Regions from separate parts of the Mus musculus genome. Here region 1 is linked to region 2. A link is a contact called in public HiCAR-type data. All regions are on one chromosome and are shown on one strand. Each heading gives the region's core, a stretch centred on a gene start, on an enhancer-like site or on the middle of the called end of the contact. The rest is flanking DNA. Distances are from core to core; before and after follow the strand shown.

Region 1 (6,470 bases), core at 3,581-6,080, 1.3 Mb before region 2:
ACTGTATTTCCTTTTGCTTTACGCCCCCATTTTGTTTCCCTTCTGTGTTTCATTCAGTGATTGATGGCAAAAGTATAAACCATTATAAAGTCTACTTTCCATGAGTAAGAATTAGGGTCTGTATTCATAATTTCAATATTTCTTTAATACTTATGCTTAAATATGTTAATTTAAGAGAAAAACAATCCAACAAAGATCTTCACAATTCTTGCTAATTAATGTCTGAACTTTTCCCCTTCAATTACTTTACACACCTGTTCATTGTAAATTTCCTCAGCCATTTTACATCATATTAGAGCTGCTCAGAACTTGGATACACACCTGAAGTTTTTCTGAATTTTAATTATTTTCAAATTACTTTTACTATTCTGGATAATTTTGAGATTACCCATATGTTTAATAAAATTGAACTTCATATTTCAAAACAAAAAAATTCCTGATACTCTGGAGGCTGAGGCAGAAGGACTCCAAGCTCAAGGCCAGCCTGGGCAATGCAGCAGCATCCTGTCTTAAAATTTTAACCAATAAGATAAGAGCTGAGTATGCGGTTCAGTGGTAGTGTACATAGTGAGCTTGTACAAGGCCCTACCCAGCATCACAAACACAAATTAAAAATAAAACCCTACCAGAACTGTATGGTAAATCTGATGACACCCTGAACATTAATAATCAGAGGAAGAGACACATCTATCTCATGGTCATCACCATCAGCTGTGGCTTTCCCTGGCGACCCCTGAAGCCCGGGACTACCTTCTGTCTCTCTCAGCACCCTGCCATTGTATAACGTGTAAATACCCAACTTATTTCACTATGACCAGCCCATGGATAGCTCCACAGAGCAGACCACAGAGGCCTTGCACTTCTATTCCATAACCAAAGAGTAGATTCCAAATCTGCTGTTCAGTTTAATAGATAAACATTATAGAATCTTCAAATATACAGAAACATAGGTCATCATACATAGGTGTGTGCACCTAGAAACAACCATATATAGAGAATACCAAAGTAGAAAAGAAATGCCACAAACTACAACAGAATTTATGGAGAAGATGAAAATAAAGTTTTCTGAATACTAATTTTACTGATCTTTAAACTTCTCAGGTAAAACTCTTTTTAATAAATGTGTACATGTGTGTGTGTGTGTATACATATGTATATATTTACATTTGAATACCACGTGTATTATGTATACTGACTACATACAGGTAAATCTAATAACTTATATTGTATGGAGTTTGCAAATATGAACTCAGCTACCTGATATCATGTGTTTATAACCTCAAAGCCAATATGTACAGGGCATTTGCAGACAAGGACAGACTGGTGACTAACCAGAGTTGACCAACACATGCATGCAACCAGCTGTGGGACAATAAGGAATCCTTACTTCACTCCTAACGGTGCAAATAAATGTCCATCTCAGAGCTTTACCACTGTTTTCTATATTTGGGCTTTTTCTTTGCTATCTTATTTAAAATGGTCCCTAGCATACTGCTCCTTACTGTGGCTGCATGCAAGAGGTTACAATGTGCCTAACCAGAAAAAAAGTGTGAAGTAGCTCTGTTCAGAGATGCAGCTGTTGGTAATGAATTCAATTTAGGTAGGAACAGGAATACACAAAGGCTATGTACTGATGAGGTGATACAATGTGTGTCCAGAGGGTCACAGGAAGCTGACTGCTTAGAAAACAATGAGTTAGTATTTCCTAACTCCATGTCTGCAATGACATTATGGGATATAATTACTCTGAATAGGAAGAAACGTGTGTGCATGTATGAAGTTACAGCACTGAGGTCTATTTACATAACTTCTAAGACACTTATTTATAAACGTCTGCATAATCAACTATGCACACCAAGCTACAGAAAACAGAGAGAACATAGGAAGGTACAATTCATAGAAAGAACCCAAGAAAGAATTTCTCATCAGTAATGTGAGCTAGAAGATAATGAAGTGGTATTTTAAAATTACTTCTAGAAAATTAAACTACCAACCCAGAAATCTTATGTCCTTTGAGAATATTTAAAACAAAACAAACAAAAAAAGAACCAAAGGCAAAATATTTCCTCACACCAACAAAAGCTGATAAAATTAACCAAGATATTCACTTCAAGAATTGACAATAATTTCTTCAGGTTCAGAAGAAAACAGACTTATCAAATTGAAGCCCAAGTCTACACATAAATGAAACTCCAGAAAAGACAAAAGAGGAAAGAGAAAGGGGAGGTGACAACACTTCTCTCCTTGAAAACCTCAAATTAAAACCTCTCTACTTTATATAAAACTTAATGATGAAAGCCTGGATGCCTTCCCCTAAGCTATAGAAGTACCACTTAGCATTCTGACTCACTGAAGTTAGAGGTCCTGGCCAATGCAATATGGAAAGAAAAACAAAAATAAGCAAGTGGAAATTACTGAATTAAATTGCTCTGGTTAGCAGATGTCATGGTTATATCTATGTCTAAAAATCCAGCCCAAAATTACTAGTTCTAATAAGTAAGTTTATCAAGACCATAGGACATAAGTGAATATGTCCTATGATATAGTTTCCCTCAACTTCATACCAAATACAAAAATTAACTTAAAATTTATCAAGGACTGAAATAAAAAGCTAAAAATAAACTTGTAAATTGCTTGATGTTGGAGAAACCAGTGATTCCTTGGATATAGCACAAATAAATGGAAAAGTAAAATAAAGAATAAATTATATCAAAATTAAAACCATTTGTTCTTGAAAAGGCACTGTCAAAAGAAATGAAAAGAAGACCAAATAATAAGAGAAAATATCTGCAGGTTATGCGTCTGATAAGGGGCTCATTCAGGTCACGATTTAATAGTAACAAGGCAACACATTTCAAAGTGGGCCAAGAATCAGAGTAGGCATTTTTCTTAGTTACTTAATTACTAATGTGAACAGACACCATGACCAAGGCAGCTCTTATAAGGACAACATTTAATTGGGGCTGGCTCACAGGTTCTGAGGTTCAGTCCATTATCATCAAGGCTGGAGCATGGCAGAGTCCAGGCAGGCATGGTGCAGGAGGAGATGAGAGTTCTACATTTTCATTTGAAAGCTGCTAGTAAAACACTGACTTCCAAGCAGCTAGAATGAGGGTCTTAAAGCCCACATCCACAGTGACACACCTACTCCAACAGGGCCACACCTTCTAATAGTGCCACTCCCTGGGCCGAGCATATACAAACGGTCACAGGGCTTTTACAAAGACACACAAATAACCAGCAAGTCTATGAAAAGATGTTCATGAAATCACAGATTATATTCGCCATGAAATCACAAATCAAAACCACAGTGTGACTCACACCCACAAAGACAGTTACACTTTATATTTTCTTAGCACATGGTAGTCAGTGTTCAAAACTAATGGATGAGGGGGTGCTATGGTAAATGACAGAACTGGTATTTCCACTCACCTTTTCAAAGTGCCCCAGAACTAGCACTTAACAATGTATTCTGGATTGACATTAAGTCATGGGTATGTAAATGCTAGGCAACCCTAGATAATTGTATTTATATCTATGACTTAATGAGAACCTGATGACGTATTAAACTTGAGGTTATGGGGCTGATGTGTGACTTAACTTACCTTAACAATATCAGCTTTATGTTTTTCTAGAACTTGTAGAGTTTGGGCAGTATTGGAATCGATCACTACCACCAGTGAATGGCATCCATATGCAATTAAACCTTGCCAGCCCCTGGCGAAACAAGTGTTAAAATATAAAACAAAGCGACTCAACTTTGCCTATCATAAACAAATCTAGTTCACATGTGCCATTATTAGTAGTACTTCTTAAAGTGAAAGGCTTGTGATATTGTTCCATTTACAAAACACCCCCAGCTAAGTTTACAAATATTTATTGAGACTCATTTTCACTCAGATCAACAGTTCTAAAAGATATCTACAAAGAGCTCTGATGTGCAAAACCAATCTGGGCTGGTTTTGTATGAACACATGCTGTCTTATTCAGCATTTAATAACATTTATTTTTTATAACAACATAGAATCCACAATGCCCCTAGGATGAGTGACTAGTCTTAGTCCTTTCAATCAGATAAAAAAGTACATGAGAGGTCTCAGCCTCCGCAGCAACATTCCTAGCACAACAGTAATAGGATTTGCCTCACATGGTTAGTTCTCAGAACCTGGGTGTTATTTCACTGTGGAAAGAGAACTGGCTGTGGAGGCCGTGCTTCACGGGAACCAGTAAAGATAAAAGTGGGAGTAGGTAAGTGACAGGACACAGTTTGGGGCATTGTTGAATGCATCTAAGTGAAAAAGAGGAGTCTGAAAGAGTAAGAAAGAGTCAGGACCAGGAAGAGAAAAGGAGACAAGGAGAGAAGCCCTCCCGGGTGCAGGCTGGGGAAGAGGAAATGGGGACAGTAAAGGAATGAGATGCGGAGAAAGAACCCAGGACTGAAACTGTCTGCACCGAGGACCTGCCGGCTCCAGGCATTTGCGACTTATAGGACAACACAAATGTCTCAACTAAAAGCAAATCTGCGAGCTGTGGGACGCTGGCCGCGGTCTAGGCGAGGAAAACCGGAAGCCCAGTGTTCTTCCCCGTCCCCTCGCGAACTGCGGCCGAGGCCGGAAGCACTGCCCTCACCAGTCCACCGCCGCCTTGTTGTGCGCGTTGAGAGCCCCGGTGAGGGTGCGCGCTGACACCTTGAAGTTTACGGTGTAGGGTAACATCGCGGCGGCACCCCGGCCCTCCCCACCGGCAGGCAGGAAGCGACACGAGCAGCTCTTCCGTTCCAAAGTCCGGGTAGTCGCGTCCGCGCCAGCAGTTGGGTTCCGTGAAATCCCAGGTTCCTCCTTCCAATAGTCCGTCGTCTCTCCAGGAACTAGGACTTCTAGGTTCCTCCCTCTCCAAAGTTCCGAAACTCAAGTGAATCCCATGGAGTGTGGGTTGGAGCTAAGCATGGAAGAGGGGTTCTGCTACCAGTCGCATCTGCTTTCTTCCTTTTGGGAGAAAGATTGCTGGAAATCGTGAAAACAAAACAATAAAACTCCCAGTTTGCTTTTCTGCCTTTGATATGTTAATTTAGGGCAACTACCATTGCCAGCCACTGTTTGTTGTAGAAGGGTCCTGCATGAGAAGACACAGTGACTGTCTACTCACTAATGCTCACTAATGTTTGTTCTCTTTTTATTATGTGATAACTATCCTGGCTAATAGGGTTTGCATAACTCGCTCCCAAAGGACCATGTATTAAAAAACGTGATTTTCCCTACTTTAGGAAGAAGGGCCCATTGGGAGGTTTTTAGATCACTAGGAGAAGCGCCCAGGTTGGGGTGGGAGGTGCTGTTGAAGGGAATTGTTGGACCCTGGTCTTTTCCTCCTTATTTTTTGTGGCCCATGAAGTGAAAGGTTTTGCCATCTTGCTGTGCATCGTCACCATGGTATAGGTTCAAGAACAATGGGGCAAACCAGGCATGGACTAGAAGCTCCGAGATATTGTCCTTTAGAGACTGAGTATCTCGGGTGCTTGTTTCAGATTTGGAAATCTGGCCAACACACAAGTGAGGTGAGGAAGACTCAGTGAGTAAAGATGTTGAGTGTCTTTTAGCAGCAATTTAGCCATTTGTAATTATTTTTAAAAATACCCTATTGGGATATTTTAGCTCACTTTGTCTTTTCACTTCTGAGTTATAAGTATTCTTCGTTTATTATAAATTGAAGTTCCTTTTCATATATATATACATATATAATGTTTATTAAAATATACAAAAGTATGTGTTGAATAAACATATAATATAGAAATATATTTTATGATATGTATATTATATGATATATAGCACAATACATTATAGAAATTATATATTATAATATGTAGTATTATAAAATATACATACATAATATAAATACATACTATGTTTATATATAGATTATATTACAATATTTATATATAAGATTTATATTAAAACATATAAGATGTATATAAAAAAACCACTGTCGTTCCATAAATGTCAACATGAACCTTGAGTCAATTGGCTACGCAAATATTCCCAGCAAAGTCAAAGGCTGCAGTTAAGAGGACTTAAGTGTGTTCTCCAGCACCAGAGTGAGACAGCTCACAACCACCTGTAATTCCAACTCCCAGGGTTCACACCCTTCTAGACTCTAGTGCTCCTGCTCCTACACAAGAACATACCCTCACATAAACACATAGTTGAAATGAAAGGAAATCTTAAAAAATGATGAAATGAAACAAATGTTGGTAAGTTGTTCTTTTGATATTCTTTACTATATATGTAGATTTCATCTGTATTTTTAGTTACTGAAACTGCATAGCATGATGACTCTTGGAACCCTGCTGATAGTCCTGCTCAGTGCTTGCATATGTAAAAATCTACATGAATGTCCCTCTTCTCCTGCATCTTCAAGGGGCTCATGGAAGGTCGGTGTTACTGAGGGCTTTAGGTCACTCATTGTGACTCTGAGAA
Region 2 (6,394 bases), core at 1,361-3,860:
TCAGACTGCAGCAGGCCCAGCATGGTGTCCAGACTGCCTTTGCTAGTCTGTCCTGGTGGAGATGGGCATCCTTCACGGGTGGGGCTCGCTGCTGGAGGCTGAGGTGGCCCTGAGGCTGGAAGCTGCAGTAAAGAGGACACTGAGTCAACAAAGCCACAGACTGGAAGCATCACGACTGGATTGGTGAGCCACAAAGTGACACGGACCAAAATCCTTGCAGACTCACATGGTTCTGAACACGGAAGTCAGAGAGCGAGGCCATCAGTCTATCCAGTTCCTGAGTGGCGGAGGTGGCTGAAGGCTTTGAGGGGGCAGGGAATGGGCTGGGAGGGCTGTGGAGGACACCGTGAATCACCTCAGAACCTGCCAGCCTAACACCCCTCTGGTAAGTCAGGCATGCAGGACCCATCATCCGCTTCCCAGCCCTGCCCACTCTACCAAACTCACACAGTGGGTGAGCTCTTGTCTTCAGATTGGTCCTCCTTCTCTTCCCCTTCAGCCATTTTACTAGATGGGAACTGAGACATGATTTCATCTGGAGAGATGAGAGAACAACACTGGCAAGGAGCCCATATCAGTCCACCCTCCCAGTGAAGGCTTCCCGTCCTTTAATGGCTCCTCGGACAGTTTGAGTCCCTTAGACTCTGCCCTTCTTTGCCCTGTCCCCAAGCCATCCAAGACTGTCTCGGTAACCCTGGTACCTGTAATGTTGAACTGGGTGGCATTAAGTTCCTGAAGCAAACGGTCTAGCTCACAGAGGCCATTGCCCAACACACCACTGGAAGAGGAGAATGGAGGAGCCACAGGGGCCACAGGCTTTGGGGACCGAGGCTTGCATACTGTGCTAAGGGCAGGAGGGAACCTGGGTTTAGGGTAGGGAATCCGAGTCCCCTCCTCTGAACTGAAACTGGCTTCCCCATCTTCCTAGCCCAGTTCCCAGGCCCCTCACCTGTATAGATGATCCTTGTCCCCAGTGGTTCCTGAAGATTCTCCAGACCCTGTCTATAGAGAGTAGAGGTATTTGTGGAAGGACAGTCATGTTCCTTGCCTCACTCAGACTCTGATGTCCCCTAGCCCAGACCAACCCAGGCCCTAATGGCTACCCCCAGAACCCAAAATCTCATCTCACCTGTGGCTGGTGGCCATAGGGTGGGGGAGGTGTGAGTGTCTCTGGTGGGCGCTCTTTTGGAGCCCCTAACCGTGACATGTGTGAAGTGGTGGTCTCCAGGTCAGAGAGCAGGGCATCTGTGGTGAGAGGCCCTCAGGGTGAGAGTTTGGGAAGGAGGGGATGTCAAGGTCTTAAGAGGTTAGAGTATAAAGGATTTCAAGTGTCCGTGTTTTAAAAGGTAGAAAGCCGGTGTTAAAGGCAGCGGCCAAAACCATACTCACAGGGTCAGACCAAGGCAAAAAAGTAGAATAGTAGCGCGGGGGGAGTGGGGATGGAGGGGCGGAGGGGGAGGGATGGGGTGGCGGGGTATTTATGATCAGACCTCTCCCTTGACTTACCCTGGGAGCCAAGTACAAACCAACTAATGATCTTTTATTCTCTCCATCTTTTCTGGTGCAGCCCAGATTGTCTCTTACTGTACCCAAATTGTTCAATCGGCTGTATGTTTGACACCCAACTTCCTGATTAGATGTTTGCTGTGACATACTTACTACTTCTCCCCAGCTTGGTCCACTTGGCCACACTGAAGTCTAGCCCTGTCCTTTAAGTGGCCCTGGCAGGGAGCGGCTTTTTGGTGTACGTCTTATCCATGTACTATTATTGACGAGCGCCCTCTGCTGCTGGATCTAGAAATTCTGCCACGAAGAGCAGAGTCTTCTAGTCTCAGCCTAGGCGAATAGAGGGGACGAGATGCCTGGGGCGCTTTATCTACGCCCCGTCCCTTTACTCTTCTCCGAGCCTCTACGGTAGAAGCCTTAGACTTCTTTCTATAACCCTGGCATTCTCTATTATTCTCTTTCTTGCCCTGAGGACTTTCTTGACCTCTGCTCTACCTGGGAGCACTCAACTCTTCTTGAAACCCTGATATAGGTCCTTTTCATCTCCGAAACTCCAGGTCACACTCTCCTCTCTAGTCTATTTTCCCAGTCCCGGGACTCAGTGATCTCTTAACCCCTTCCTACCCAGAGTCTCTGAATCCAGGCCCCCGTGGGTGCCTCAACACTTTGTCCATTGCACAAGCAGGATTGAGTGAGCAGAGAGAGCCAGGGAAGAACGGAGGGAGCGGCTTGTCGCAAGCGAGGCAGGAAAGGGAGAGGCAGGAAAGGGTATGTGGATTTGGGAGGGAGGCACAGGCAGGCTGAGGCGAGAAAATGGAGAGAGAAAGCTGAGATGGGGAAGAAGTGTGAGTTGGGAAGGGGATAGATGCGGGGAAGGATGAGAGGCTAGGGGGATCTCCTCACTCACCCAGGTCCTCCATGGCGGTGCGCTGGCGGACAGCTTGGGGAGAGTAGGGCGGGGGCCGTGTCCGGTGGGGGCGGAGGACGGGGAGGGGGGGGACGTCAGGGAGTTAGAAGCAGGGCCGTGACCATGTATGGAAGCCGGGACCCGCTGGGATACAGTGGGGGGGGGGGGAGCGATGAAGGGGGAGCATGGAGACATGAAGAAAGACAGCACTAGGGCCCACCCAATCCAGCTTTGTGGCTCTGTTTAGAGGAGGCCACACCCCAGCCTTTGCCTCAGCGGCAGCGAGTCCCTAAAGCTGAAACCAAGTCAGAGTGGTTCTTCCATAGCTCCTGCCTAAGGAGTCTCATAAACGGAGGGCCCCAAGCCCGCACCTCCCAAAGCCAGCAGAGTTCAAAGTAGGGCCCCGCTCGCACCCTGGGCATTTTAAAAAGACTTGCGGAATTTGGTTAGAGGCAGGAGTGACATTCTAAGGATCTGGCAGACTACAGGTTTTGACTGCCAGCCTAACGGCAGGAGGCATACATAATAAGAAATGTCTCACAGAGAACAGAGATCCAGACTCTAAGGCAGGACTTTCCCTGAAAGACAGACCTGGGAATAGATACACAGAACAGGGAAAGCAAACCTCAGACCTTAACCCCATGTAAACTCCCAGGATAACAAACCCATTCCTAACACGGAGGAGGTGACCAGAGCCCGTTCCAAAATAACCCTTTCCTAAGGTACTGGTGAAAGAGAAGAAAACGCCACTGACCAGCCACAGAGTGATATGAAGCTGTCTGTGAACTGACCCCTAAAGAAGTCAAGTTGGAAACACCTGGAGATGGGTATGGACAGATGGCTGCTGTCTTGCAGGCATCCTGGAGGACAGATCTAAGCCATAGAATGTGGGGCCCCAACTCTGGAGCAAGTCAGAACCTGGGAAATTTGGTAAAAATACTGAAGCCCAGCATAGCCCTCCATGCCAGCCTAAATCAACCAGAAAGGGACCAGGCCTAAGTACATTTTTTTCAAAAGTTAGGATCTCACTATGGAACTGTCCTAGAACTCCAAAGAGGTACTCTTGGGTCTGCCTCCTCCATGCTGGGATTAAAGGTGTGTGCCACCACAGCACACCCTAATGCATAACCTAGGCAGAGATTTGAAACCCCAGAGGCTCAGGGTCAGCAAGAACCATCTTACCTCACCTTTCTGAAATGCCCAGGCCCTGGCAGGCTTAGTCTAGGGCTCTTGAGAGCCCAGGCAAGGGAACCCTTCCTTCACCCGTGTGCCAGCAGAGGGGCTTTCTCTGAAAGTGACTAAGAATGGGCCTCAGAAACCATACGAACATAGCAGGTTTCCCACTAAGCAGTTGACATTTAACTGGCTTGGACCGATAAGATGGCTCAGCAGGTAAAGTATTTTCTGCCAAGCCAGATGCCCTGAATTTGGTCCCTAGGGCCAGATGATGGAAGCCGAGAATGGTTCCCTTCAAGTTGTCCCGACTTCCACATAGGGAGCACGGCCTGCACATACCTACTACACTAATAAATGGTTTTTGAAAAAACTGGCTCAAGAGCTCGGAACAGACACAGCCTGACAGGTAAAGGACAGTCAGAAGACAGAAGTGTTCTGCCATGCTCCACACAAGTACCCAGCCCAAACCTCTTAACCCTGGCCAGGTTATGTATTTAGATGGGTGGCTGTGTCTAAGCAATGAGGACTTATAAACAGAAAGCAGGCCTCCACTGGGGCTCAAAACTCCATCCTAGAGAAAACCCACCATACCCCAGGTCTGTAGTAGCCCTCAGGAGATGCTTTTTTGAACCCTGAAACCCAGATGGCCTGAGTCAAATCGAGGAGCTCTCAGCAGGTAAGTGGGTGGGGTACCCCCCCAGGGGAAAGCACACAGACGACCCCACACAGCAGCAGTGTTCAAATCTCAGGTGTTTAATTTCAATACCATAGTGCTGAGTCAGGCCAGACCCTGGGCCTGAGCTGTCCCTTGGACTCCTGCACAGACTCTGGTATTGGCTTTTGAGTTATGGATCGTTAGATCTTCATCCTGGGATCCAGTTCCATTTTCTCTTCCGTCCCTGAGGATAGCGCCTTCTGCAGTCTTCTCTCAGGCTGAGAGAAGCCTCCTTTACAGCCAACTCATCCCTTGGGTCCTCTCCCAGGGATGCCAATAGTTTAGCCTAGGGCATATGCACTATGACTCAATCCCCATTACCACAGCCAGCAAAGCCTCAGTGAGGGGCCCTGCCTCCTCGCCTGCTGCTTCCACGAGCCCCGTAAGGGCCAGGGCCCTTTTTCTTGGGCACTGCCCTGGTTCTAGTGTCCATCGTGCACAGTGGGCAGCCAGCCGGGGCCGGCCTAAACGGAATACCTCGCCCACTGACTCCGGGCCACCCCGGGGACTCAAGTGGATGCGGCCCACAGCTTCTTCTAGCTCTTCCTCCAGTGCAGGCAGTAAGAATCGGCCAGCAGCTTCTAGAGCTTCCTCGGCCTTGGAGCCCAGCAGGGGCTGACCAGGTGGGGGTACGGGCCCCAGAGCAGCCCCACAGCCCCTGCAGCCATGCAAATGATGTAAGACAGGCCACGCTGCACCAGGGGACAGGCCTCGAAGCGGCACCAAATCCATCTGGGCTTCAGCAAAGCTGCCGGATAGCAGGGCCCGGAAGAAAGGGGAGGCAGCAGCTGAAGCAGCCCGCTGAGCAGGGAGCTGTAGGCCTGAATCCAGAACGAAGTGCAGGTCAGGAGCTGGGGCAGGGGCCGGACCCAGCAGAGGTTCGTAGAGGCAAGGGGGAGGTGAGTCAAGTTCCAAGGGCAGGGCAGGTAGAGGGACTGGGCTTGCAGTGGGAGATACCAGGCCTTGGAGACAGGACAGGGAGTCTGCTGCAAAGAAGAGGAAGAGTGGGTGTGGCGCTGGCTGCGTTAGTGCTGTGAGGAGGAGGCGGAGGCCACCCTGATCCAGAAGTAAGCGGCGCCACAGAGTCGGCTTCCTGTGGGGAGAAGGGGTCTCAGCAAGCTGAGGGCAGGGCTGGGGTCAGAAGGGGTCTCAGCAAGCTGAGGGCAGGGCTGGGGTCAGAAGGGGTCTCAGCAAGCTGAGGGCAGGGCTGGGGTCAGAAGGGGTCTCAGCAAGCTGAGGGCAGGGCTGGGGTCAGAAGGGGTCTCAGCAAGCTGAGGGCAGGGCTGGGGTCAGAAGGGGTCTCAGCAAGCTGAGGGCAGGGCTGGGGTCAGAAGGGGTCTCAGCAAGCTGAGGGCAGGGCTGGGGTCAGAAGGGGTCTCAGCAAGCTGAGGGCAGGGCTGGGGTCAGAAGGGGTCTTTCAGCAAGCTGAGGGCAGGGCTGGGGTCAGAAGGGGTCTCAGCAAGCTGAGGGCAGGGCTGGGGTCAGAAGGGGTCTCAGCAAGCTGAGGGCAGGGCTGGGGTCAGAAGGGGTCTCAGCAAGCTGAGGGCAGGGCTGGGGTCAGAAGGGGTCTTTCAGCAAGCTGAGGGCAGGGCTGGAGAGTTGCAATCTAGCTCACAATCCCCGCAAGGCACCCATTCCCCCTCACCGGCAGATGAAGGGTAGGGTCAGTGCACAGGCGACGCGGTCCTCAGGACTCCCAGAGAGCAGCAGGTGGGTGAGGGCACCCACTCCAAAGGGGGACTCAGCCTGCACAGTCAGGTTCTGTAGCAGCATCTCTCCTGCGGGGACAGGCACAAGAGGTCAGGGTGGGAGGCGGCGTTAAAGAGCAGGGTGCTATGGGCAAGATAGGACTCTACGCCTGTAAAAGGGGGAGCATAAAACCTCAGTAAGAAATCAACAGAGGAGCGTGAGGAGCACTGGTTGAGGACAGGCTTAGGTTGTGAGGAACTAAAAATCAAGGGTGAGAACAGAAATGTGGATGTCAGCCTGCAGATCTAGGCCCTCAAAGACGGAAACAGCCTAGAGTCAGGCACAGAAGACAGGGCACTCCTAAGATGCAAATGGCAGTAGAGCCTTCGAGGACCTGGTGC

The links. HiCAR-type assays count read pairs that join an accessible place to other places.
Region 1: a contact with region 2 is called in a HiCAR-type map of astrocytes, with 2.4 times the contacts expected there. The contact joins the promoter of Wdr11 here to the promoter of Tgfb1i1 in region 2. A contact is called at or near these places in 1 of 39 promoter capture datasets (hippocampal neurons) and 1 of 115 datasets of contacts at active chromatin or transcription factors (astrocytes).

What each region holds. Positions count from the first base shown.
Region 1 is chr7:129,590,223-129,596,692 of GRCm38.p6, reverse strand. It overlaps Wdr11 (WD repeat domain 11), which reads right to left and starts at 4,830. Exons shown (of 29, transcript NM_172255.3): 1 at 4,630-4,830; 2 at 3,606-3,717. The coding sequence starts at 4,715.
Region 2 is chr7:128,243,028-128,249,421 of GRCm38.p6, reverse strand. Tgfb1i1 (transforming growth factor beta 1 induced transcript 1) reads right to left here and starts at 2,610. Exons shown (of 11, transcript NM_001289550.1): 1 at 2,414-2,610; 2 at 1,130-1,245; 3 at 950-1,002; 4 at 702-844; 5 at 448-535; 6 at 227-332; 7 at 1-122. The coding sequence starts at 2,426. It overlaps Armc5 (armadillo repeat containing 5), which reads right to left. Exons shown (of 6, transcript NM_146205.2): 5 at 5,950-6,082; 6 at 4,322-5,397. The coding sequence ends at 4,605.